Regions from separate parts of the Mus musculus genome. Here regions 2, 3, 4, 5, 6 and 7 are each linked to region 1. A link is a contact called in public promoter capture Hi-C data. All regions are on one chromosome and are shown on one strand. The core of a region is the stretch at or near the end of the contact, and the rest is flanking DNA. Distances in the headings are between cores, read along the strand shown.

Region 1 (3,865 bases), core at 273-2,772:
CAGACCAGGAGTACCTGTGAGAGGGAACGCTCAGGCCCCACTCCAGGCATTCTGACTAGGGGAGTGGGCCCCCACTGCAAGCATTCTTAAGCCTTCTGTGTGACACTGATGCCCTAGAACCAAGTCCAATAGTCTGTTTCTGCTGCACAATTTTCTCATACTCTCCTTTCAGACCTCCTTCCTCTAAGGAGACTTGGTCTTCCAAACCTAGTACTTACTTTCCCAATTTCCCACATTCCAGATTTAACTGGTCTCATCTTTCCTCTTCTACAACATTTCTCCTCTGCTTAAATCCACTCTTCTCTTAAATCCTCTCCTGATGATCCTGGCTTTGGGGAAATCTTTCTTCTCTAAATCAAATTATTCTGAATACTAACTTAGGTGATACCCGGCTCACAGAGGGTGCTTGTTAACTCAACCCAACACCAATCACATTAAAACCAACGGGAGGATCACATAAAAATATAGATACTTGTTCCTTATTCCAGAAAACTCAGATCTCTGTAGAAGACCCGTGGCAATGAATGATTTTAAAGCACTGATTTTAAAGCAATGTTCAACACCTTTCTTACATACAGCAAGACTAAATGTCTACTTTTCCCACATGACATCAATCAGCTGGGGCAAATTCCAACCATTCACTTGCTCCATCCATTCCAAATATATTCTTATGACACCCTCACATTTTGTAATCACCATTTACGTTCCTCATGATTATATAACTTTCCATGTTTATAGTCTCTAATAGGAAACAAAGCCTTAAAAGAACCATCCTAATAAAAATACTATTTCCTTGAATATATTTACTTCGTCAAAGAACTTTCGAGACATTGTAGATAACCCTCCAAACGTTTTGTTTCTCCTGGAAATTGGTTTTCTACTAGCTTAGCCACTTTTTATAGTTTCTTTGTTCTCCAAAATATATGCAAGGGAACTGTTAAGAAAGGCGACAGTAAGAAACCCTTTTCTTAGGCTCTCCTTCATTTTTCAAATGAGAAACATATCTGAAGTTGGCATGTCTTCTGTGGAACGCTACCGGCGCGGTCGCGACGGTGTTTGGCAACCCAGACACCGCTTTGTGACTCCCAGTGAACCCTGCTTTATAACCTGCAAATCTGTATTCCTTCCCCTCTGAGGGGTCTGCTGCTCCCTTCCGCAGGCGGAGCTCCTTAGCACTGAACAGCCTCCGGGCCTGGCTCCTTCCGCGCTGCCCGAGACGAGCTCACAAACCGGCCCACGAGAACCTGACAGCAGCGACTGCGACGCCTTTCTTATGTAAGGAAAAAGCGCTCAGTCCCTTCCAGTCCTTCCTGCAGGCCCCACCACATCCACCCCGCCCCCGACTCAGCCACATCCTCCTCGGCTGCCCCCCGCGAGCCTCCAGGGGGCGCCCCCGACAGCGGGGCTGACCCCGGGCGGAGGACGCACCGCGGCCCCGACTCCTGGCCTCCGCGCGCACCGGGCCCCACACTCACCCTCGCGAGGCCGCGCAGCAGAGCACCGCCCCTTCCGCCCACTGCTCCCGCCCTGCTCGCTCCTTCCGCCGCCGGCGGCACGCAGGCGTAACGCGACGCCCCGCGCAGGCGCAGTCGCTTAGCGAAGGCTGTCCCGCGGCGGGCGCAGGCGCGGGTGGCGGGGTGTGCTTGGGCGGGAAGTGGGTGGTGAGGGCCGCTCTGGGCTCAGCGTTCCCCACCTGGAATGCGTCCTGGCTTCGGCTGGCCCGGCCCAACCCTCAGCGGCCGCGGTGCCCAGGCCCACTCCTTCCGCGCCTGGAAACGTGAGACGGGTCACTGAGGACGACGTAGGCAAACTTTGCAGAGCACGTTGCCACCTGTTGGAGTAGCCGCTCCAGCCCCAGTCGAAATGCACGGCCGAACAATGGCAGTTCTGAGTGGCTCAGGGGCCCACACTTTCTTTAAAACCGATGCACTCGTAGTAATATTTCTTATGCCCCACATCCAGAGGCCTGTGCTCACCACCTCAGCAGTGCCCGGGGAGGTTCGCCAGGCGTGGGCAGGCTCTCCCTTGAAAGCACCTGACCTGGTTCTACCTTGCACTGGGGCTGAATGGTAATTAATTTTTTTATTTGTGTTTTTGAGATAAGGTCTCTCTGGCCGACCTGGAACTCCCTAAAACCATGCTGGTTTACATACTACCTGGCTCTGCCTCACAAATGCTGGGGTTAAAGGTGGGCCCCACCGCGCCACACTGTAGCTAATTTAAAAAAAAAAAAATTACTGAAGTCATGAGACCTACAAATTTCAGGCAGTCCAGAAGGAAAGTGTGTGGAGACAGAGAAAGGTACGATAGTACGTTAAAAACAGGCAGCTTAAACAGCAGCGGTAAGTGCTCCTTTAACTCGTCCACCGTAAGTTTTAAATGTTTAAAAGCAAAGTTGTTGGGACTGGAGCTATGGCTCAGAGATTAACATTAACGTAAGAACATATTGGCTGCTCTTCAAAGGAGCCAGATTGGGTTCCCAGTGCCCACAGGGAGGTTCACAGCCATCCAGTTCCAAAGAAATCACTGCCCTCCTCTGGCCTCTGAGAACACCAGGCACACATGTAGAGCACATTCCTACTTGTAGATACATAAAAATATTTTTGAAAATTAAAAACCAGTGAAACTTTGTACCTAGCAATTATTAAAACATTTACAAAGAAGAAATACAAAATTCATGATACAGTAGTTTTCTTACAATCTGACCTTAACAAATGCTGCACCATGTCTAAGAGCACTGGGAAGGGTTTGGAAATGACCTCGTTATTACAAATATCATATTTAAGTCCATATATTAAGGCTTGGGAATTCACCAACCAACTTACGTAATGCATATAATCTTTTGGTTACTGCTCAGCGCTGTTTGCCATGGTATGTATAAGACTTGTGAGTCTTTGTAATCTGTCAGTTGTGACTTTTTAAATTTTCATTTCAACAAATTTGAGTAGCTGCCAGATACTGTTCAGGCTCCTGGAACGCCTGAGGCTGGCATGCTCAGTCCCTTTACAGCATGGCATCATATTTGCATATAACCTATTTCCATCTTTAATGTGTTTAAAGAACAGGGAGCCAGAGCAGGTGCTATAAGCCTCAGAGAATTGGAAATCACATCAGCTAGGCAACAGAGGGTCAGAATATGGATACTAATCAGATATGCCTTTGTTTCCTTCAAGGGAATTACATGGGAATCTCTTATTGTAATGCATGAACAGAGTAAGTACAGTCATCTATTTGTTTTCTATTACTGCCATAAAAGTTGGTACAAACTTAGCAATTTAAAAGAACAGAAATGTACTGTTTTCTGTAGGTCAGGGTGCAACTAACCCCCTGTGCTGAAGTCAGCTTGTCAGAGGACTTCATTCCTTTCTAGAATCTCAGAGAGAAGAGTGTTAGTTTGTTCTTTCTAGCTTCTAGAAGCCCCTGAGGTGCCTTGGTCTGTAGCCCCTTTCCTCTCCTTTCAAAGGCAGTAGCATCAGTAAAGAGGTCTTTAGTTTTTAGGATTGGTGTAACAAAATTGGGCCCACTTAGGATAATCTCACCATAGCAAGGTCCTTAATCATAGCTCCCACGTTCCTTTGCGTTTTGTAAGAAAATATATTCACAGGCTCTGGTGATGAAAGTGTGGAAATCTGTATTGGGGGAAGCTTTCCCTACCACACCTCTGGCCCCCAAAGAGTCATAATGTTCTTATGCAAAATTCATTCAGTCCTTGTTCCCAGAGGAACTGCATAGTTTCAAAGCATTACAACATCTAAGTCTAAAAAGATTAAATCATGTAAAATTTCTAAATTCAATAAGGGTGAGACTCTGGGTTTCTATCCAGGGCAAAATTATTTCCCATCTGGACCTAAGTGACTAGAAAATA
Region 2 (3,772 bases), core at 168-2,667, 1.6 Mb before region 1:
GTATATTTCAGTCAAGCTTTGCCGGGCATCTGGCTCTAGAGCCAGAGCTCTAGAGAAGCAACTCACATTCAGACCAGAAGGACATGTCTATGGAGTCAGCATCTTTCCTTTTGTGGGTCTAGAGTTTGGTGGCATACAAAAGCTGACCCCTTAGTGCTTTCCCTAGTTAATACATCAGATTCTCAGAGCAAATGTCCACTTGCCATTAGTAATTTGGAAAATCCAACGGCGCCCAAACCGCACACATACTTAGGGCAGGTAATTTACATGGTATGGTTGCCAAGGTGTTTCATAGCCAATCTTTAAAAACAGATGAGTTGATGGCTGTGTGGGAATCAGAAACAACTACAAGAAGAAAAAAAAAATTAAACCAAGAACTTTTTTTTTTTCAAGTTCTCTGTGGTTTTGTTCTCTGGAGAAGACAAATTATCCACTCTCCTTGGACACATCCTCTGACTTTCATATGCTTTCGCCCCAGGTCTGCTGGGGTGAGGCCACTAAGGGTGGTGTAATCAGAGGTGGCTTATCTACAAACAGTTCCAGGGTTCTGCACATGAAAGACAAGAAGTGCCCTTTAAAGGACAGGACAGCACTGAGCAAATCGCCCAGACCTCCACCAGCAGGCAGATTTCCAACCCCAGCTGCCATCGTGGTGTGAGGAGGGCTCCACAGAGGTTGGTTCTTCACAGTAAGTGTCCTTGGCACTCAGGGTGCAGGATAGGAAGAGACCAACTTCACCAGGAGGCTTTGGAGCAAGCGCCCTGGGCCTTGATGCGCCTGAAAGCTTGTGTGGAGAAAAAGATCCTCCCACTCCCGGCTCCCCTTTCCTAAAAATCCGAGACAAAGCTCAATGGTCTTGTCCGGTGTCCACCCCCACTCCCCCCAGTGTTCGTCTCCCAGGAAAGCGCCCCACACTGGGCGTCCCGGGAGGTAAGTGCCAGGCCGGTCTGTTGCGTTTCCCTGGAGCTGCGAGACACCCCTGCTCCTCCCAGCAGATTGCCCCGGCAGCGACCCTATCCCTAGTTCCAGCCCTGGTTCCAAAAAGAAAGACTTGCACCGACCTTAGAGCTCCTCGGAAGCAGACAGCTCCAGGTCCGCGCACGGGCCAGCCGGAGCCTGAGCTGGAGAACGAGGGTGGCGCGCAGGGTGGCGGGTGACCAGGGCTGCAGCACAGTCTCAGCTCGGGGAAACTTCCCCGGACAGCCAGGCTTCTCTAGGGGGAGATCTTGCTCAGCCTGCAAGCTCCAGCGATGGTCCGGTGGATCAGAGAGAGGCTCCCCACCTCCTAGACACAGTTGCCAGACTAGAAGGGATGGGTGTGCGCGCGAGGCTCCCAAGGAAAAGCAAACTCCGGAGGAACACGCCTCCCGCGATCTTCCTTAGACTCCACAGGCTCCTAGACCTTCCTCTCTACTCTGGGACCTAACTGCAAGAGCGCTATCCCGCCTGCCCTCCAGGGAGCAGCCACCAAGCTGCAAAGCTGCTGCCCCCGCCAGGCCCTGAAGGGCAGGGATCTTTAACTATTTCCTTCCTGAGAAGTTGGTTAGTCTAGGATGGGTAGGATTGAAAGTAGAGAGCAACAGACCAGACTCAAGGTTGTGCCCTGTTTTAGGAAGAAACTCGAGGCACTTGAGCCCGTGAGTACGGGAGAGTTTGATCAGCAGGGGAAGCCAGGGAATTTGGGCTGTGTCTCCTGTCAACTTTGCTTAGCTTGTTAGCACTCCTCACCTTAGAGGAAGTTATGGAACCCAGGTGGACAGCATGTCTTTGGCTCAAATTTGACCTGCAAGACCACTAAGCCTTAGCCCAAGGCAAAAGGGAGCTGGGGAGTCTGTGGAAGGGTCTAGGGTGTGCTCAGAGAAATGATCATGTCTGACAATGAATGGGGAGACCCTTCAGAAGGCAGTGTCTTTATCACAGAGTGTGTCAAGTCACGATAAGATGGGGAGTGGGAGGAGAGATAAGGGCCAAACATCAGGGCTCCTGGGGAAGAAGGCTTGGCTGTACGGATGCCCTAGGACCTCATTGGTTCCCTACCGTATCTATAGTGGAATTGGACCTCAGTTTGTTCTAGGACCTCTAGGAGAAGGGAGAGACAGGACTTATATCTAGCCCCTGGGAAAGAATTTTAGCAACAGCTTCCTCATAGTGTGGTGGCTAGATTCCAAGAACAAATATCCCAAGAGAAAGGACATAGAAACTGCCACCTACTTAAGGCCCAGGTCCAGATAGTGACACAAAGGGGCTTCTGCTTAATTCTGTCAGTCACCAATTCCAGATTAAAGGGTGAGGGCACAGAGACCCTACTTGACAGGGGTCATTTTGTAAAACTGTCACAGCCATCAGCAGAACACCTCGGTGGAAAGGATTTTAATATTCTTCTGGGACTGTTGGAGCAGGCATTACCCTGTCCACTAATCTAGTGTTTATCTAGCGTTTCTCTAGGAAGGATCCACAAAAATTGTCTCAGTCAGCTCTGAAGGGGTACGCTTTTGTGGCGACAGCTTGGCAGGCTGACATTATTTTCCAGGAAGAAAAGTTATTGCCTTCTTCCAGAAGACTGTTCATAACTTGGTATGTGAAATGTTCTGGATCCCAGGCCCTCTCACCCCGTGACTAGGCACGTGGACAGTGCACCATCTGTGTAACTGAACATGTCTGTCAGGCTAGTCTTTGTAACAGCACCCCCAGGACCCCCTACCTTTTGCTGATCCCACTGTGGTATGGATTAAGCATTAAAAATTTCTCTTTCACATCCCTTAGGACAGTCACTATTTAAACACAAATGAAACTAGAAAATAAACTGGATTGTCAGGGGTGCTGAGAGGCAAACTCCTGACTACTGAGGCAACAGCAGTGGGAGCCCAATGGTGCTCCTCAAATAATTATGACTAAAATTACCAAGGGTCTAGCAATTCCAGTCCTGAATATGTGTATAAAATGGGCAACAAGGTTGGTGTTGTAGACAGAGTGAGGCTGAAGAACACAGAAACAGAATGGATGTTGGTCTGTGTTTTTTCTAAGGTTGGGCCCAAGAGACACATCAGCAGGAAGGTGCCTGCTTGTTTAGCATCAAGTTACTTCAGGTTAGTGTTTGTGTTAAATATTCAGAGAGAAAGAATTCCAGCTAACTGGCATATTTGGGAAATGTGCTTATTTGTACGTGAGTGTGTGTGTGTTTGAGTGTGTGTATGTGTGTGTGAGTGTGTGTATGTGTGTGAGTATGTGTGATGGTGAAAGATGACCTTGGGAAGTTGAGTGTGAGGCTTCAGTGCAAACGCCTTCACCCACTGAGTTATCTTCCAAACCCTTGATGTTTAACTGATTCCCCCAAAGGTCAGATGACAGCTTAGTTTCTTCTTAATGACATGGACTTCAGCTTGAGTGAGTCCATTTCGAATGTGTTTCTGTGCTGTTCTGTTGTTGTTTGCTTGTTTCAATTAACGCCGTGATCACATTTACAGAAAGGACCTAGAATAGTCAAAACCACAGAGAAGGTAAGCTGGTGACTCCTGGGGCTTGGAGAAGGGGGCTCACTGTTTCATGCGTTTCACTGTGTTTCACATGTGTTTCACTGTTTCATGCGTTTCACTGTGTTTCACTGTTTCATGCGTTTCACTGTGTTTCACATGTGTTTCACTGTTTCATGTGTTTCACATGTATTTCACTGTTTCATGTGTTTCACATGTGTTTCACTGTTTCATGCGTTTCACTGTGTTTCACATGTGTTTCACTGTTTCATGCGTTTCACTGTGTTTCACATATGTGTTTC
Region 3 (3,747 bases), core at 944-3,443, 1.8 Mb before region 1:
AGATTATGTGCTGAGAAAGATTATGTGCTGAGAGCATTATGCTCGGTTAGTGCTATTTTGAGTCACTCCCAAATCTCTGCACCCTCCAGGATTGCAGTGGCTACACCGAGTGACGGGAGACGTGAACTGTTGCTGCTCTTGCTGCCAGAAGTTACTGTGACCCCCCCCCCCCAACTCAGATTCTGTGAGAGTTCTTGATGACAACACTGAGCCAAACCAGCATGACCCCCTCCTTCATGGACCAGGAACCTTCAGCACACAGAAGTATCTAGCAAAGGACCCCAAAAGTGCAAATGCTAAGGGGAAAGTCTGAGCCACAGTGGGACACTGGACACGGTGCTACCAAGAGGACCTTGGACTGGGCTGAGATATCAGTGTGTGTGTGTGTGTGTGTGTGTGTGTGTGAGAGAGAGAGAGAGAGAGAGAGAGAGAGGGAGAGGGAGAGGGAGAGGGAGAGGGAGAGGGAGAGGGAGAGGGAGAGACCTGAAGGATTAGGGTTAGCAGGCTGAAATGCAGATATCATGTGGAGAGAAACACTCAGAGAGGGGACTCAGCTTTGGAAAGGGCCATGTGGCTGGAGCACGGTGGGCTGAGATGGGGTCAATAGAGCATGGTACATCCCACATGCTCACACCAAGCTCTTTGCTCTCCACAAGGATGTGGAGCATAGGTTTCTGACATCCATAGTATATCTAGCAAGAGACTGCTTTTCCCCCGAGCTCCCAGACATTACAGCTTAAAAGAGCTTGGAACCCTGAGAAAATTCTACTATTGCACTAACCTTGTAACATCAAGCCAGCAGATACTAAGGACAAAGAGTAGGCAAGCCATTATAGCACTGCAAAGTCCCCAGTCTGGAAGTTCCAGCTGTACACTTGAGCCAGACGGAATAAGCTAGCGCGTGGGTAAGCAGCACACTGATGCTTGCTGTACCAGCCTGGCAGCCTGGCTAAAAAGTGACCACTCCTAATGAAGCAGAGAGGAGTAGTGGGGAGGTGAGCGGCGTGGGGGAGCCGGCTTTTCTCACTCCACCCACATTAAATTCATATCCTCTGAAAAAAATCTGGTACTCGGACCTATTCAAGTTTGGAGCTAGAAGAACGTGGCTGAAGGAGATGTAGGTCATGGAACTGCTAGTGCCTTCCCCAGGCGGAGTCCCTGTCATTACTATAGTTATTGCTTCTCCACCCATCCTGAGCTTTTAGAGAGACTTGGCAGGTAAGAGAGGGCACTCGCTAGACAGGTCATAAAAATGTCTGTCTAAATAAATCAGCAGGCATTCCTGAATGCCCACAGACACCACCCCTCCCCCCCCCCCAGGCAAATGCTGCCCTCTTTCCTGGGACATGTGGAAGAACTAGCCTAAGAAGTGACCTTGGCATTTGTTTTGCCCAGATATTAACAACACGTATATGTAACAATATGTACATTATATAACTAAGGTTATATACATATTTGTGTGAGAAAGGAAAAAGAAGTTATCTGCCAAGAATGTTTTGCTCAGCACCCAAAGTGCCCCTGGTATGACCTAGAGAGGTTTCCACAGTGTGACTTTCAATTGGGCAAATATCTAGCTCCTGGAAAATCAACCTACAGCAATCAAAGGCTCGTTCAGAGAGTCTATTGGCACTTCAGTAAAATGGAAAACAAAAAGCTATGAGCATGCGTCCTCTTACCCTTCAGCCATGCAGAGAATCATTAACTTCCGATCTGCAATTTATCTAAAGAAATGTTAGTGTGTATAGTTAAGGGGAAACATAAAGGGGCGAAGAAGAGGTGGAAGAGGAAGAGGAAAAGACAGGAGGAGGAGAAAGACGGGAGGAAGTGACAGCCACCACTTATCATTTGGAAAGCACTAAACCAGCTCGCAGGGCCAACACTCTCGAGCTCGAGGCTCTTGAGCCCGATCCCTGTAGCTTTCCATTCTTGTCTCTGAGGTGCCGGTAGGTGCCAGCATCTGCTGTGCACTCCACTGCCCAACAGCAGCTTTGTTTCCACCAGGATCCGTTCTCTCAGCTAGCATGTCCATACAGTATCAGTAAAATTCCCGCTTCCAGCTAGAGGATCCAGCTCTCCAGACACTTTAGCTCTAAGTCTTCCTCTGGGTCCTGCCACAGCCAAGGTCCAGGCGTGTGACTTAACCTTAGCAACCAGCCCTGACTTCCCAAGACTTTGACTTCTGAACCTAGGAAAACACTGACAGAGAGGCGAAGGTCACGTACTCCAGCCAAGCGTGTTGAAATAGACCTGCCTCTTCCCAGGCTGCTTGCCTCTTCCCAGGCTACCTGCCTCTCCTTGCCAGCAGGCTCTGTTCGGCAGGCTTCTTTAACACCTCAAGACTGAACACAATGGCTTTTTCTGCTTTAGTGCCAGAATTTACATTTTCTTTTCTTGCAGCCAATGTGTAGTTAGTAGATATTCAGTACCTTCAGGGAACACGTCAAATATTTGCAGTTGGTTATCTTGCTATAAATAGAGCAAAATACAGCAACGGTCTATCAATATCCTGGAGAGAGAACCTAGTAGCCTAGAGGGTCTACTAAAGAAGCCAGGATTTGGCTGTCCCTGGCCAAGGCCACTTCACTGTAAGTAACCAAGCTTGACCCATCCTTTACCTGGAGCTGACCTGCTGTATAAGATGTATTCTTTATCATTTTTCCCATGGAGTTTTCATTTTGAAATGAAATGTTTCTATAATGGTCATAGTGAAGATTTGGGAACTGGAGAGATGGCTCAGCAGTTAACAGTCTTGGCTGCTCTTTCAGTGGACCAAGGTTTGAGTCTCAGAATCCACACAGTGGTTCACAACCATCTGGAACTCTAAACCCAGGACATCCAACACCCTCTTCTGGACTTCCAAGGGTATTGCATACAAGTGTTATATAACATAAATATAGCGAGACCAAGCTTGGGAAGGTTTGCTGGACCTGAGTGTGCTTTCCAACTTACCCAGCAGTATGAGCCACATGTACGGAGTTGGCACAGATGACTGAAAACAACCAAGAATGACTGCACTCTGTATGCCCACCCTTCTGAGAACCAAGGAACACACCATATACTTCCAAGAACAGCACGAAGGCCACACATAGTGTCCCATCCCGACAGTCCCAGCACTCCAGGGGTGACCTCAGCTATATAGCAAGCCTAAGCTACAGAAAACCTTGTCTCCAAAATTCCAAAACAGCTGGAGAGATAGCTCAGCAGTTAAGAGCTGTGGCTGCTCTCACAAAGGACCTAAGTTAAGGCTCAGCTCCAATATCAGGTGATTCAGTGTCCTGCAAGTACAGCTCCAGTGGTTCCAGAGCCTTCTTGTGGCCTCTGCTGGCACGCCACGCACACACATACACACACACACATACACACACACACCACACACACACCATAAATAAAAACAAATGTTTCTAAAACAAAGACTGTGAAAGAGACGTCCCTGAGGAGCAGGAGCCAATGAGGAGCTTGGAAAACTAGAAGAAGAATGGAATTTCTTTCTTTATTTTGTGGACATGGAGTTCCAGATTGGGACAGTGGAAAGTTCTAGAACTGGAAATGGTGGTGACTGCCCAACATGATGATTCTATTTACTGCCTTCAAGAGTTCTGTACTGGAATGTATTTCAAATGACAAATGGTGTGTTCCATCTACTTTATCACTTTTTTTTTAAGCTTCCGATGAAATATAGTAGCAGTCAGAGCAGGGGAAAATAGTCATACGTTGCGAAAACATACTGGAAATACTTGGGTGATGTTG
Region 4 (3,542 bases), core at 406-2,905, 1.7 Mb before region 1:
AGCCAACAAGATTTAGTGAACAAAAAGATCCTATGAATATGTTTAGACACACTGATTAAAATATTTTCCATAATCAAAGGGGGGTGGGTTGTATGCATCTACCTGGTCTGCCATAACTCTTCCAAAATAACTGTTTCTTAATAAAAGTACTTTTTGGTTATTAATTCTAAGTTTTCACTTTATAGATATACTATAGACATAGGTTAGCTATCCAGCTTGTAATACTTTACTAATGTCACAACATGACATCAACAAAGAGGGCCAGAGAGATGTCTCAGCTGGTAGGTGCCTGTCTCCAACCCTGATAGATTCAGCTCAGTCCTCAGCACTCATTATGATGAGAGAGCAGAGCCAACTGCTCCAAGTTGTCCACCTTCAGACCTCCACAACTGGACCATCCCACGAACACACCAACAAATACACCTTTTTTTTTTTTTAAATATAAAGGAACACACAGGGGATGTTTGTAAAATTTTTGCTTTGGTTAAGGAGTAACTTCAGGTCTGGGGATGAAGCTCAGATGGTAGAGTGCTTGCCTCAAATAAACAAAGCCCTGGGTTCAATCCCTGCATTGAGTAAACAGAATGATGGATACACCGGTAATCCAAGCACTGGGAAGTTTGGATGCAGGAGGATCATCCTAGTCTACAAAGCAAAATCCAGAACAGCCTGGTTTACAGGAGATTTTAAGGAAAGAAACAAAGAAAACTTGTAACTTCAAACGTAAAGTTAATTAGCAAAGTCAATTTAACAAGAATCCTTTGGTTCCAGAAAACCGGCTAAAAGCCTATAAAATCCAGAACATAGTTTTTAAGATGGTTTATTTGGTCTGGTCAAGCCCTAGTACCTGCATAGCAGATCTGATTTCAAGAATAAAGTTCTTTCTGGGACTGATGAATATTGGGAAAGCGCCCATTGTAAGTAGGTGCTTTAACTATTTGTTTCTCGACCCGGACCTACCTCCAGTTGTAGCGGCTAAATAAAACCAGTCAGGTTGGTTTAATGTCCACAGACGAAATGTTTTTCAGACCTCAAGCATTAGAAGGCAGACAAAGGAACTCTGTCAACCAGCGGAAGAAAGGGTAGAGGTGCAGGACCCTCTTACCTTCATTTTTTGAAACTTCCAAATGCATATCGGAACCGCGACCAGGATGGTTGTTGCGTAAAAAAGTACCAACAGGGGTCGGATCCATCTCCTCCAGTTACTCCGATTACATGCGCAAGGCATGTTCTGTAACAGATTCTCTTTGAGTAGCTGAATAATCGAACCAAACCAAGAATTTGGCAAGTTCGCTTTTTCGGTTGTCTTCTCCGCTGGCGCCCTATAGGAAAAGATTTACTAGCCGCTGGCGCCGCGTTCTCGGGTCGCTCTGTGTTTGCGGCTGCTGCAGCGGTGGCCGCTCGGGATGCTCGCAGGTGCAGGCTGCATCCTCGCCGGCCAACCCGCATGGACTCAGTGCCGCCGCGGCGTCGCCTCCGCCTCACCTGGAGGTCACCCAGAGTCTCCGCTGCATCGTGACCCCGAGGACTATCAGGGTAAACTAGGGATTCTAGGCACTCGGGGTCTGACCTGCATCTGGTACCCTACCAGCCCTCTCCCTAGTCCAGCTCTGGCAGGCTAGTCTCCGCCCCCGGAAGACCCGGCCCAGAACTTCCTCACTCACGGCTTTGGAACCTCTACAGTACTCATCTTCAGAACTCATCTTCCGCCGACTATTCCACTTCCGTTTCCGATCAGATGCTTGCAGCAAATGATTTGCTCTGAGTTTCAAGCTGAGCTAAACCTTGTCCCGCAACGCAAAGCATTGTGATTGGTCAGTTACGGAGGAGGGCGTGGCTGTAACCTAGGTTACCGAGAGGGCGTGGCAAGGGCAGGAAGGAGAGTAGCGGCGGATTTCTGGCATCTCTAATTTACCTAGTCTAAGTGGTTCCCTAAAAGGGCTCCGAAAGTTGTAGGAACTGGGGACGTTTCAGAAACACCCGCTACATTCCTGAGACTTTACTCCATCTAAAGAAAAGTCATAGTGAGGGGCAGTCACTGTGGAGTGGAACTTGAAATAGCTTTATTTTTCTCAGAAGGCTTCCCAGTTGTCTTTAGGGGTGGAATGGGAAGCCCGCTGGAATAAGACAGAATAGGTTAGATTTCAGTCAGTTGCTAGAGTTTAGGGTCCTAAGGAGGAATTTGTCTGCATAATTTCTAGACCCGGCAGAAGAATCATTCTAAGAATAGCTTTTTTGAAAGTAACCGCCAATATGAAATGTTCACGTTTCAAACTTGAGTTAAAAAAAAAACAAAATCTTATTTAAGATTTAAAAGGTTGGTATTCTGACATCTGTTCTATACACCTAAAGCTTTTAGCTGTATAGCTTTACAGATCAATGACACATGGGATCTTAAATTCTTTCTAAATCAAGGGAACAAGCAAACATCTGAGTCCCGACTAGACACTGAACACTGCATATATTGTCATTTTCTGAAATCAAACACTAACTTCTCTACCCATTTTGTATGAGTTGATCTGCATAAAAGTACCGAGTAGCGATGGGTAGTTTTCTGTTTCACAGATGAGAAAAGTGTCAAGTGATTAATAGTACCTATTAAGTAATAGAGCTGTTTTCTCTGACTTTGGACTCTGCTTGATGTTTAAATATTTGCCATCACCTGCAACCAGGGGACTTCTGCCTATTAGCCATCTGGACAAAATGTCATGGACCAGAGTCTCAAAGTATACAGATGAAATCACATTCCTCAGTTACCAGAGCCTGGAGTCTGACTTCTGCAGTCTTTCTCCTGTGATCTCCATTTTGCACATTTCCTTAAAGGGGCTGTAGGACTTTAGTTTGGTCTACACTATAAGTTAAAATAGTTGGTTTTAAGGAAATTCCTAACCATTAATGAAATCTTGGTATACTGTTGAAGTTCAGAAAATTAGGGAAAACTCTTGCTTTACAGCTTATCACCACTACTTATTTCTTGGCAAATGGCAGTCTTTTTGGATAGGCTGTCTAACAGGACTTGTTTCTGTGTGTCCAGCCACACTCTTACTGCTTCTGATAGCCATCTTCTCCATTCCTTCTCATAGGAAGCCAATTTTTTACACAATTTCTGAAATCTATTTCTGCACTCTAGTGCTGAGCCCGGTATGGCTATGGTGGGGACAGAGTGACATGGTTCCTGCCCTTGGGACAAGTCCTCCAGTGTGAGCCTCCATGAGTGTGATGGCTGCTGTGGGTATGTATTTCACATTCCTCCTAGGGATGTCCTCCCAGTTAACCTAAGGACTCAGTGAGAATTAGAAACAGCTCGAATCCAGGAGCCAAGGCTGTGGCTATGTCTCAGCAAAATGGTAGACACTGGGACCTTCAGGACAGCCCTTAAGGCTGTGGGAAAGAACTCTAAATACATGAGTTCAAAATACATATAATTTCTCAACTATGCAAAATATAAGGATGCAATATGAATTATGAGGGGCTTCATGAATCTAAAGGAATAAAAGCAGCTCACTATGAGCCAGCTTATCAGAAAGATACAAAGGCAGGAA
Region 5 (3,843 bases), core at 993-3,492, 1.7 Mb before region 1:
CAAATCCTAGCAAACACATGGTGCTCACAAACATCCGTAATGAGGTCTGACACCCTCTTCTGGGGTGTCTGCAGACAGCTACAGTGTACTTACATATAATAAATAAATAAATCTTAAAAAAAAAACACCAAAGAACTTTCCATTCATAAAAAGAATTATTATTATTATTATTATTATTTACCTTAGTCTGTCTCCTGAGTTAACAGTCCAAATATGACTTCTTGGGCAATTATTTCTAGTGGTTTAAATTCTGAGCTACTAGCCACTAGTGACAAGGTCCACCAAACTACATACCATCTATACTTAATTAATTTACAATGCTTGCTTATATCTAAGGCTTTTAAAAGTATTTACCCCTTTTCAGATGTTTATTGCAGTCTGGAGGCAAGATCTTCCCACAGTATGTGCTGATGTTTGGGATGCTTGTGGAGTCCCAGACGCTGGTAGAAGAGAGTGCGGTTCAAGGGACAGAACATACTCTTGGGCTAAACATAGCACCTTTTATTAACCAGTTTCAGGTAAGTGTCTAGAGAACTGTGCAGCCAGGATGTCAGTATCTCCCGGGGTCTTTGTCTCTTCTTTTGAGTTTTTACCTAGTTAGCAGGTTTAGTTGGATAAGAAGGGCTGTCAGTTTCCTGGAGCAAAGGAACTGGTCAGGGAGGAAATCAACCTGAGGGTTAGGATAACCAAGGGCTTCTGTTGTGAATACGGACGAAAGTTAATAGAGTTTGCTCTGCATCGCTGTCATAGAATAAAAGAACAACAAGAGGTTTTAGGCATGCAGTAAACAGTTGTACTTTTGTAACAAAGAAGCATCCAGAAGACTGTATCCGAAGCTTGAATTTCTGTATTGAAGCTTCAGATCGGCTACTGATTGGCATGGGCAGCTGGAGTCCAGGTCTGGGCCACCTGTCTGCATAGCAGGGGTGGGTGGGGCTCAAGAGGGAAGGTTAGTACCAGTTTAAGAAACAAGGAGTCGCTGGGATTTAGAAAGAGAGTGACACCCACACAGATGCACATGTGTGTGCATAAGGTGTGTCTAGATAGAGTGCCCAGGGAAGCCACGTGGGGTTCAAGATGGATGAAGTGGGATGTTGAGTACAAAGTCAGAGAAATGATGTCTAAAGGCTCCAACTAGTCAGCTCTTGAGGATGCCCGAAGTCTTCCTTGACTACTTAAGGAATAAATTATTTAACTACTCTTTTTGGGGGTTGGGGGTGTGGCTAACCAAGGTTTTAGAGTTAGTTTAATATCTCTCTCTTGTGATCTTCACAAGGTAGAGATGTTTAAGCTGTTTCTGTGCATGGTCCCAAACTGCCACCCATCTTTCTATTGTAATGTTTTAAAAGGATTATTTTCTTACTTTAGTGTGTGAGTGTTTGTTTGTATGCATGTGTATCTTGTGAGTGCATTGCTCATGTAGTCTAGAGGAGATAAGATCTGGAACTAGAATTACAGATGGTTGTGAGCCACCCTGGCATCTATCTGCCAGAGCGGTAACCACTCTTAACTGCTAGGACATCTCTCCAATCCCTATCTTTCTATTTTATTCCCACTTGATCCCGACTCCAGCAGCTCTTAATTCTGTCAGGGTCTACAAGATGCTGGTCCTGTTGCCCTTTCACAGTGTCTCCCTCTCATGACCACTGTGCCCTTGTGGTCTGTGTGGTTTTCATCTAATGTAACTGGGATAATGCACTCCATCCCTCAGTGTTCTTGAACGAGCATGCCTGGGTTAAGCCCCACCCACTGTGTTTCTACAGAACATACATAACACCATACAGTTGGCCCGTTTATCATGGTCACTTGACCACTTATGTAAAGACAGTCCTTAACCTTCCTTAGCAGTTTTGTACTTTAGAGTCTATTTACCCCATTGCCTTAGTATTGTCTCCTCTCTTAGGATGATTGACCACTAGAAAACTGTGTCGATCAATGAAACAGAATCAGAGGTTGTTAAAAGAATATAATACACTAACAACTATTCCTCTCCTTCAGGATCAGGGCTTAGACAGGGACTACAGACTCCTCAGCCAACTCCTCAGCTGTTCCTTGGCAGAAAGAGGGCAAGACCTCTAACTCCAGCATTAACACTATATAGTCAGATACCTCCTTGCCCTTAACACCTAGGATGCCATTTCTGATTCCAGAGATGGAATTAAATGACTCCACACCCTAGATAGATAGCTGCCCAGTATGAGAATCTCTGACATGGTGTGGGACATGCCCCATGGGGTAAATCAGGATCCTTAGGCAGCATCACAGGGGGCTGGGCGTGGAATGATGTAACAACCTGCGTTGAAAAGTCTCTTTGGTGACTGTTAGGAATAAAACATTTGTGAGGCCAGTCAGAGACATCCATAACAGTCAATGAGACTTAGACTGGCTTAGACTGGCTTAGACTGGCTTAGACTGGCTTAGACCGGCTTAGACTGGACCTGGGGCCAAGTGAGCTTCTGCATAGATTTTAAAGGTGGGAGTTTTATAGATTGGATGTAGAATATGAGAAAGGACCAGGAAGGCTAGTTACCATTTTTTAATGTAGGGAAACAGTGGAGTGGTAAGCTGTATTGTGTATATAAGAGGTGTCAGAGGGGGTCATTGAGCAGCTGGATAAGGAGGATTCAAAGAAAACTAGGCTAAGCATGTAAAGTTGGCAGTCAGTATCATGGATGTCATTAAAACCATAGAGTGGACGGCACACTAGCGGTGTGCAAAGAAAGGCTTGAGAACTGAATATAGAGAGCTTGCAAGGTGCTAAGCTTTAGTGTAATAGCAGCAGGGGAGGCTAGGAGGTTAAGCTGAGAAAAGTGGAGACAGGCAGTACGATGCAGGAGAGCTGTGAGCATCTCAGTCCCAGGCAGGGAGAAGTGGGAATGAGGGTCTCAGGGCCTGGCCTAAGAGAACAGGAGTCCACGGCACAGTCCAGGGAAGATTGGAGTGCCTGGGAGAGGTTGGTGAATCCGGCCACTCATGAAGACTGAGCTCAGCCTCTCCCAGAAAGGAAAGCACCCTCTGAGCAGCACCATCTTCTTAGTTCATACAAGGAACAGGCTTCAGAATCCTGGGCCTGGCTACAAACTGCCATGGGTGAGCCCTGAGCAGCTTCCCCAGCGACTTGAATTTGTAGGCAAGATTTTGAAAGAACCACAGCTTTGTAGAGAAGAGATCATTTTTCTGAGTGAATCTGTTCAGATGAAATTTTGTTTGTTTGTGACAAGATCTCATTGGTTAGACTTGGCTATTCTGGAACTCACTGTTAGACCAAGCTGGCCTCTCACAGAGCTATCTTGGCCTCTGACTCTGGTATTTAGGGCATGAGCCACCATGCCTGGCTGAATTTGGTGTCTCTGATCAAATACAGTAAATACTAAATGTTACATTGTTTGCTTGTTAGTATACATGTTCTAGGTATAAATGTTTTTGGAATGGTTTGGCCACTTGAAAGTGTAGTGTGTTTCCTTCCAAGAAAAAAGCCTGTAAGTAACAAAGCACACCAAGGTGCTGAACCTGCCTACAAACCTAGCTTTTCATGCCTTAGGACTGATGCGCAAAATACCGAGGCATAGGAAGCATTGTCAGAGGAGCTGATGGAGTGCAGAGGAAGTGCTGACTGCGAAATGATCTAAGTGAAAGTGGGCTCTCTTTTTAGGTGCCTATCCGGGTATGTCTGGATTTATCTTCTTTGCCATGTGTCCCTTTAAGCCAACCAGTGGAGCTGTTGAGGTTGGATCTGATGACTCCATATTTGAACACTTCCAATAAAGAAGTAAAGGTAAGGACAGCTACAAATGATCACTCTTGTCATTTCAAGACATTTACCTTAAACGGAAGGTACTATCT
Region 6 (3,661 bases), core at 705-3,204, 1.7 Mb before region 1:
GGCCACACCCACTCCAACGAAACCACACCTCTTAATAGTGCCATCCCTGGGCTAAGCCTATTCAAACCATCACCAGAGGTTATTTCTGAGTACGGTTTTAGGGAACACAATCCTTTATAGTAAGAAGGCAGGGGTTGCAAGAACCAGAGATAGCTGATCTCATCGAACTGCCAAGCAGAAGAAAGAGAGTTGGATAAGCCTACTAAACCCCAAGGCTGGACTCCAGTGATCCAATTTCTCCCCGGAAACTCTACTATCTTCCCAAATAGCACCACCAGTTCGGGACCAAGTGTTCAAACAAACACCACTCTCTCTCTCTTAGTTTCTTTTCCTGTTGCTGTGATAAAAGACTCCGACAAAAGCAATTTAAGGGAGAAAGAGATTGTAGGGAAGCCAGAGCAGCAGTCGCTGGTCAAATCATTGTCACAGTCAGGAAGCAGAGGGTGCTGGGTATACACTGTTGCTGGGTTTTCTTTCTCCACTAATACAGTCCAGGATGGCAGCCAGGGAAAGGTGTTTACCCACAGTAGGTAAGTTTTTCTACCCCAATTAAAGCAATCAAGATAATCACCCACAGCTATGACCAAAGGTTGGACTCTGGGTGAGTCTAGATTCTGTAACATTGCAAACCAAAGTCTCTGTCAAGGACTGGGCTGTGTCTCTCTACCCAGCCTCAGTCTATCACCTCTAAATTATACAGGATGCAAATAACATTATACATCTTTGGTTAAATGTTTACGGGAGTAATAACATTTTTTAAGGTTTAGATAATTTCTAAATGTTTCTAGATAATGCCAATTAATTACATTAACTATGTATATATAAGTAAAATGCTTTTCTAGATTATTACATTGTATAGTTAGAGCACCCTTATGAATTAAGCCAGGAAGAGAGCTTTATTAGGTCTGTCTGAATGTCTCAAGGGAGGGATGCTAGACTGGAACGAGAAAACCCTTCCCACAAGCCAATTAGTCTTTATGTTCTACTCAGTTCCATTAGGTATAGAGGCCTGCCTCTGTATTTCCATCTCACTAAATACTGTATAGTTAAATCCTACATTGCTTAATACACAAAGCATCAAACAAGGACGATATGAATAGCTAGGAAAATACATAGGCAAAATTAAAGAGCAGGAGAAACACTTTTCATCAAGTGCAAGATATATTAAAATTGTCGTTCTGTACATATTCAAATAATTGTGATTAGTTCCTGTCTTCGAAGACCTTTCTTAGGTACATAGGTATCTGCTTACAAGAGTGGATCAGACAATAAGATACTAGAGAAAGCAAAAAGACACATAAAGGATGGACTTGGGAGAACTGGAGAATTTTAGCTTAATATCCAAAATGGTGTATCCTCCATTTCACATTGTTAACCACTGTATGCACCGCTAATCTCTTCAAAATGGGAACAAAAAATAGCTTTCGCTATAATTTCTATACATTGCTTTAAAAGTTTGGATTTATATCTTAGAGGCCACACTTGACATCAGTCTTCTTTGTTAATGTGCATGTCATCAGGAAATTCAGACTCGGCCGTACCCATCCCACTGTTCAACCTTGAAGCAGTTCTCCGTGATGGCCTTTTCCTTTTTTTTTTAGAGTGTGATCCCAAGTTCCACCTCACTGAGTTTTGTGAGAATACTTAATACTAGGAGAGTACACAGTGATTAATTTAAGGAGCTTTTATTTCGTTTTGCAGTAGTGAGTCTGGTGCGATGAGATTCAGAAGGCCTGGAGCTTCGCACAAGCAGGACTAGAGCAGGGTTTGGAATTCGCAGCCGCACTCTCCAGGAGGCAGAGAGAGGGTGGAAACCTTTGGTTGCAGTCTGCCAAAAAACCCCATTCCAGAAAATGACTTTACAGCCTAGTACTCCAAGACCATAGTGGGCCGCGGGGCGCTCCCTGGTGTGACGTCATCACAGCGCTTCGCCGCAGGATGCGCGCGCAGCCCTGTCCGCCGCTGGGAAGGCGGGGCTTCCTGCTGTGTGCACCCAGTGCCTCTGTGCGTCCAGTTGCTGCGACCGGCCCAGGGAAGCGCGCCGTGGAGACTCTTTTCCCGGACGAGGCCATCCTCCTTCGTGGGCTTCCGAGCGAGACTTATCCATGCCGAACTCGAGGCCCAGGCCCCGCCGGGGCGCCGGGGGTGGCGCAGGTGCGGCCGGCCGGGACCGGCTGGTGGCACGGTCCTTGCAGAGTGCTGAGCACTGTCTAGGTGACCAGGACTTCGGCACTGCTTATGCCCATTACCTTCTGGTGCTCAGCCTGGCGCCAGAGCTAAAAGACGACGTGAAGGTGAGGCCTTATTTTTTTCAGTGGCTAGCAAATCCTGTGATCTGAGCAGGAACAACAGGGTATGGTGTGTGTGTGTGTGTGTGTGTGTGTGTGTAACAGAGACGAGAGACAGGGAGAGACAGAGACACCGAGACATACAGAGACAGAGACGGACTCTCCAAGCATCGAATTACTATAGCCTACAGCCCATCTCAATACAGCCAGGTTTTAGTAACAAAAGTCAAAAGTTGTCACACATCTGTTTCAAAATTTCTGCCTCACTTAAGATTCCAAAGGCCTTTTAAATGGGATAGGACTGGGTAGTTCTTTTTCCCCTCCAGTATCTAATTTAAATTAGCCCTGCCTTGTAGGCGTTGCATTATCTTGTGTAGAAAGAATGCTGTGTATCCTGAGGTTGGATAAAGTGTTCAGTCATAAGGAACTTTTAATATTTGTTGATTCGTCTTACTTGCATCAGTTAACCGGTTGAACTACTGTATTTTTTTTTTTTAATGTTAGAATCTCAATTTCAAAAAGTAACTTAATTGCATATACAGTTTTAAGCTGTGGACAGTCTTGCTTTGTTTAGTCCAGAGTTTCTCAACCTGACACTGGTGACATTTTGCACCAGACAGTCCTGTGTCTTCCTTCCTGTTTCACAGCACGGTTTGTCCTCTGCCCACTAGATGTCAGTAGCATTAGGCTTTTGTAGTCCAAAGAAATTTCAGGACCTGTTGGTTTACTTGGAAATATGCTAGTATGTTGGGTCGTTTGTTCCTCTGTGTAGAAAGTAGTAGAATAGTGTGTGTTCCTCTGTGTAGACAGTAGTAGAATAGTGTGTGTTCCTCTATGCAGACAGCAGTAGAATAGTGTGTGTTCCTCTGTGTAGACAGCAGTAGAATAGTGTGTGTTCCTCTGTGTAGACAGCAGTAGAATAGTGTGTGTTCCTCTATGCAGACAGCAGTAGAATAGTGTGTGTTCCTCTATGCAGACAGCAGTAGAATAGTGTGTGTTCCTCTGTGTAGACAGCAGTAGAATAGTGTGTGTTCCTCTATGCAGACAGCAGTAGAATAGTGTGTGTTCCTCTGTGCAGACAGCTGTAGATAGTGTGTGTTCCTCTGTGTAGACAGCAGTAGAATAGTGTGTGTTCCTCTGTGTAGACAGCAGTAGAATAGTGTGTGTTCCTCTGTGTAGACAGCAGTAGAATAGTGTGTGTTCCTCTGTGTAGAAGACAGCAGTAGAATAGTGTGTGTTCCTCTGTGTAGACAGCAGTAGAATAGTGTGTGTTCCTCTGTGTAGACAGCAGTAGAATAGTGTGTGTTCCTCTGTATAGACAGCAGTAGAATAGTGTGTGTTCCTCTGTGTAGACAGCAGTAGAATAGTGTGTC
Region 7 (3,718 bases), core at 54-2,553, 1.4 Mb after region 1:
GGCAACTCAATGCCTGGGAGCATGTCCAAAGAGACCTGCCTGGCAGCTCCCCCATTTTCCACTCTCTCCCCGCTTCCTCCAGTATTGTCACCATCATCTGGCCCACTGGAGCCCCAAGAAGGTGGTTCAACAGCGAATCCTCCGAATGGCTTCAAAAGGAAGCAATGCGCAGAGCTAGAAGCCCATCATCCTTCCCCGAGGCTCCCATTCATTCAGTTCTCCATGCATACACCCGTAATTGGATGGGGATCCAGGACAGGTGCTGCGGCTGTCACGCTCGTTCCCCTCCCGGTGGAGCAGGGCCCGGGAGGGGCTTCCCCTCGTTGCACACAAGCAGCTGCGCCCCGCTTATCCCCACTGCGCACTCGGCCCTCCAGCTCTCGCCATTGTCTCTGCCCAGAACAGACAGATGCCGCCCCCGCCAGCACGGGGATGAGGCACTGGAGGCGCAAGTCCCCAGCTGCGACGCTGGGAAACGTCGCCCCTCGCCCCGGGAATCCCACTCCGGAGGGGCATCTCCCTCGCCTTCCTCAAAGTTTAGTGCAAACTAAAACCTAAATCGGGAGAAATTGAGCGAGTTCTGGGGGAGCCTGGCAATGGAGGAAACGGGTCCCCTCGGCCCCAGTAATCAGGAACATGTGTTTCGTAAGAGCGATCCGCGGTCGGGCTAGGCTAGCTACACCGAGGGGAAAAGGTAAAGGTGAAGAGCAGGAGACGCGCCGGCCGAGCATCCACCTCCCTCCCTCCCCGCGCACGGCCGCGCTCACCTCCATCTCGGTGTCCGCGGGGCCCGAGCCCGCAGCACACGGAGCCGCGGGCGCCGCGCCGCCCTCGGGGCCGCCTTTGTTGCCGCTGCTGCTCCCGCCGGCGCCCGCCGCCGAGGGCTTGGAAGGCGCGCTCTCGGGAGGCGGGGGCGGCGGAGGCTCCACCGCGGACGACATGTTCCGGCTGCGTCACCCGCCGCGGCCACGGGCAGGCGCGGCGCCGAGGGAAGCGGCTTGGGCCTGCGCGACACGGGCGTCCGGGCCGCCGGAGGAGTGAGACCTGCCCGGAAGCTCTCACGCGCGAGGGCTCCGCCACCGACCCGAGCCGGCCCAGCCGCGCCGCTCGCCTCGCCGTCCTCTTCCGCGGGACTCTGCTCCACAGGCGTTTACCTCACGGCGGGAATCACGTCGACGGGAGTGGGCGGGGCCAGCGGGGTCACGGAGGTCAGGGAAGGCGGGCTGACTCTGAGGAGGCGGAGGGCCGAGGGAAAGGGAAAGGAAAACGGAAGGTTCTCAGAGGCCTCCCGGCGCCTTCTCCTCTCCGGGAGTGGATTCTCTTCTCCAGCCAACCAGGACAGCTACCTACGCCACCCGCTCTCAACCCTCGCGAGATCGCTCGTTCCCCCTTAGAAGGCCGGCTCGCGAGGGCGCGTGCGCATGCTCCTCCTTGGCCCCGCCTCCTCCAGGCCTCTAGCGGGCTGTGGAGCCGAGTGGGCGGGGCCTCGAGGAAGCGCGTCGGCGGTGCTTTGCGCCTCCGCTCCTCCGAGTGACGCGAGCTGGGTCTTCGGCGCTCCCGTAACGGCTCGGCTCGCTGTCTTCCGCCGCGCTAGGGCTCCCTCTTGGGAACGGCGCGACTGTTAGGCAAGGAGCAAAGGCCTGGGCTGGCCTTCGTCGTCCTGCCGCCTTCGCTCACGGGCGTGACGTTAAGTGACGTTGGACGCCTGAGAAGAAAAATCACCTCAGAATTAAAAAGTCTGCGTGTTCGCTCCGTCAGTCGGCTTCGTTTAGAGAGTTCGGCGTTTGTCAAGTTCAAGTTAAGACAGAAGACGCGCTGCCCTGTTAGAATGGCAGCAGATAAAGGCAGACAAATGATGGCGAGTTTTCGCATGAAACAAATACACATTTGTCTCAAGAAGTGTTTACCAGGCGTGGTGGCGCACACCTTTAATCCCAGCACTACAGAGGCAGAGACAGGCGGATCTCTTGAGTTGAGGCCAGCCTGGTCTACAGAGCGAGTTCCAGGACAGCCAGGGCTACACCGAGGAAACAAGTGTTCGTTATTCGTGTTGCTTCTTTATCCTGCCTTAGGCTGTCATGGAGGCTACTGAATCCTACGGAATATAAACACTGTTCCATTCATCCCCCACCTACTCCCAGGCACAAAAGATCTTTATCTTAATTAATCCCATTATTTAGTCCCCACCTATGTTGAATAAAAAGTCTTTTCCAGAGTTACTTTCAAACTTCTTGGAATAGATAATATTCATATATAATTTCAAATGTTTTAACCAGTCGAATAATCGTTAACTAAAATGGAGAACCTGAAAACGCTCTCGTTTAACATACTGTAGCTCATTTGGTGAGTTGTTGGGGAGCATACATGAAATCCTGGGCTTGAGTCCTAGCACTATTTAATCTGGATGCCGTGACTCGTACCCCAAATCCCAGCACTTAGAGAAGTGTAGGCACGGTCATCCTTGGCTACTAGGCCAGCCTAGACTAAAAGACACTAAAAGTGTCTCCAAAAACTAATAGATATAAGGAGCTGGAAGAGATGGTTCAAAGGTTAAGAGCACTGGTTCAATTCCCAGCACCCGTATGTCAGCTCATAACTGTTAAGTCTAGTTCCAGGGGATTCAACCCCCTCACATATATGCATAATTAAAAATATTTTGCCGGCGGGGAGTGAGACTGGGTTATTCTCTATAGCCCTGGCTGTCCTGGAACTCACTGTTTAGACCAGGCTGGAATTAAAGGTGTACACTGTGCCACCACCACCACCCAGCAAAATAAAATCTTTTTTTAAAAAGTAGTATAAAGCCACGTGGTGGTGGTGCATGCCTTTAATCCCAGCACTCGGGAGGCAGAGGCAGGCGGATTTCTGAGTTCGAGGCCAGCCTGGTCTGCAGAGAGTTCCAGGACAGCCAGGGCTATACAGAGAAACTCTGTCTCGAAAAAACAAAAAAACAAAACAAAAAGTAGTATTAAAAAGTATTTCAAAGATATAGTAATGCTTACATATATATGTGGTTAAATACAATAATTCTCAGCGTAGTCTTTATAGTGGCAAAAAGCTAGTAAAGGGCTAAAATTGAACATATTAATATTAAGAATATTGTACACCTTTAAAATGAACTAGTAGCATTTAACAATCATTAACATAAAAGTATGTTCATTATGAAGTACTATCTGAAAATGTTTTGTACTTCAAAAATGTGTTCAAACAAGTATATTTGTGGAATTATTAAAAATTGATTGTGGGCTGTATATTCTAATTCTTGTCAGCATTTCATTTTTATTACATTGTTTTCTGATTATATATGGTAGGGAGATATGCACACATGTCTGCATGTGTACAGGTGAGAGGATAAATTTGAGGAGTTGGTTCTCTCCTGTCATGTGGGTCCTGGCAGCCTCTTTCTCCACTAAGCAGTCTCACAATTTTTTTTTAAACAAGTGTGTTGTAGTAGTGAAAATCTACTTCTTATCTGCTTTTTTAGAGGTATAATTGACAGATAAAGTTTATATGAACTAGGGGTTTGGCTCAGTGGTATCTTCAACCCCTAGCACAAGAGTGAAAGTGTGTTTATTCAAGGTATTTAATGTGATGTTCAGAAATACAGATATATTATGAATGATTAGTTGAAGCTGATGAACCCACTCACCATCATCTCTTATAATTACCACGAGAGCATGGTGGGTGTGTATGTGATTTTTAAGGTCTGGTGAAGATG

What was found. Promoter capture Hi-C pulls out the DNA fragments that hold promoters and counts their contacts.
Region 2: a contact with region 1 is called in a promoter capture Hi-C map of embryonic stem cells, with 5 times the contacts expected there. The contact joins the promoter of Ednra here to the promoter of Mmaa in region 1. A contact is called at or near these places in 3 of 39 promoter capture datasets (the 3T3-L1 cell line, embryonic stem cells and hippocampal neurons).
Region 3: a promoter capture Hi-C map of liver shows a contact between it and region 1, with 2.3 times the contacts expected there. The contact joins the enhancer-like site here to the promoter of Mmaa in region 1. A contact is called at or near these places in 7 of 39 promoter capture datasets (3T3-L1-derived adipocytes, the C10 cell line, embryonic stem cells and 4 more).
Region 4: a contact with region 1 is called in a promoter capture Hi-C map of pre-B cells, with 3 times the contacts expected there. The contact joins the promoter of Tmem184c here to the promoter of Mmaa in region 1. A contact is called at or near these places in 5 of 39 promoter capture datasets (the C10 cell line, embryonic stem cells, maxillary cranial neural crest and 2 more), 1 of 115 datasets of contacts at active chromatin or transcription factors (astrocytes) and 1 of 9 other capture datasets (adipose tissue).
Region 5: a contact with region 1 is called in a promoter capture Hi-C map of embryonic stem cells, with 4 times the contacts expected there. The contact joins the enhancer-like site here to the promoter of Mmaa in region 1. A contact is called at or near these places in 4 of 39 promoter capture datasets (the 3T3-L1 cell line, embryonic stem cells, hippocampal neurons and 1 more) and 1 of 115 datasets of contacts at active chromatin or transcription factors (large pre-B cells).
Region 6: a promoter capture Hi-C map of 3T3-L1-derived adipocytes shows a contact between it and region 1, with 3 times the contacts expected there. The contact joins the promoter of Prmt9 here to the promoter of Mmaa in region 1. A contact is called at or near these places in 5 of 39 promoter capture datasets (3T3-L1-derived adipocytes, the C10 cell line, embryonic stem cells and 2 more) and 1 of 115 datasets of contacts at active chromatin or transcription factors (astrocytes).
Region 7: a contact with region 1 is called in a promoter capture Hi-C map of neutrophils, with 5 times the contacts expected there. The contact joins the promoter of Smarca5 here to the promoter of Mmaa in region 1. A contact is called at or near these places in 11 of 39 promoter capture datasets (cranial neural crest, embryonic stem cells, frontonasal cranial neural crest and 7 more), 3 of 484 Hi-C or Micro-C datasets (CD4 T cells, cerebral cortex and pre-B cells), 2 of 115 datasets of contacts at active chromatin or transcription factors (astrocytes and fibro-adipogenic progenitors) and 1 of 9 other capture datasets (liver).

The regions. Positions count from the first base shown.
Region 1 is chr8:79,293,439-79,297,303 of GRCm38.p6, forward strand. It overlaps Mmaa (methylmalonic aciduria (cobalamin deficiency) type A), which reads right to left and starts at 1,523. Exons shown (of 7, transcript NM_133823.5): 1 at 1,476-1,523. It overlaps Gm4890 (predicted gene 4890), which reads left to right and starts at 1,640. Exons shown (of 2, transcript NR_045823.1): 1 at 1,640-2,069.
Region 2 is chr8:77,723,035-77,726,806 of GRCm38.p6, forward strand. Ednra (endothelin receptor type A) reads right to left here and starts at 1,418. Exons shown (of 8, transcript NM_010332.2): 1 at 1,062-1,418. LOC108167319 (a long non-coding RNA gene) reads left to right here and starts at 551. Exons shown (of 4, transcript XR_003947564.1): 1 at 551-688; 2 at 3,465-3,497.
Region 3 is chr8:77,522,263-77,526,009 of GRCm38.p6, forward strand. No RefSeq gene overlaps it. Among named protein-coding and RNA genes, the nearest start is that of Arhgap10, 6.2 kb to the left of the region's middle. Within about 2 kb of position 2,194, at least 13 of the 459 cell types and tissues checked have an H3K27ac peak or open chromatin away from gene starts, as enhancers often do. A contact at or near this core is called in liver, where this site is marked.
Region 4 is chr8:77,608,998-77,612,539 of GRCm38.p6, forward strand. Tmem184c (transmembrane protein 184C) reads right to left here and starts at 1,656. Exons shown (of 10, transcript NM_145599.4): 1 at 1,106-1,656. The coding sequence starts at 1,228. It overlaps Gm39200 (a long non-coding RNA gene), which reads left to right and starts at 3,084. Exons shown (of 3, transcript XR_878939.2): 1 at 3,084-3,232.
Region 5 is chr8:77,576,974-77,580,816 of GRCm38.p6, forward strand. It overlaps Prmt9 (protein arginine methyltransferase 9), which reads left to right. Exons shown (of 12, transcript NM_001081240.3): 10 at 365-518; 11 at 3,653-3,775. Among named protein-coding and RNA genes, the nearest start is that of Prmt9, 29 kb to the left of the region's middle. Within about 2 kb of position 2,243, at least 11 of the 459 cell types and tissues checked have an H3K27ac peak or open chromatin away from gene starts, as enhancers often do. A contact at or near this core is called in embryonic stem cells, where this site is marked.
Region 6 is chr8:77,547,443-77,551,103 of GRCm38.p6, forward strand. Prmt9 (protein arginine methyltransferase 9) reads left to right here and starts at 1,955. Exons shown (of 12, transcript NM_001081240.3): 1 at 1,955-2,294. The coding sequence starts at 2,106.
Region 7 is chr8:80,738,156-80,741,873 of GRCm38.p6, forward strand. Smarca5 (SWI/SNF related, matrix associated, actin dependent regulator of chromatin, subfamily a, member 5) reads right to left here and starts at 1,304. Exons shown (of 24, transcript NM_053124.2): 1 at 768-1,304. The coding sequence starts at 941.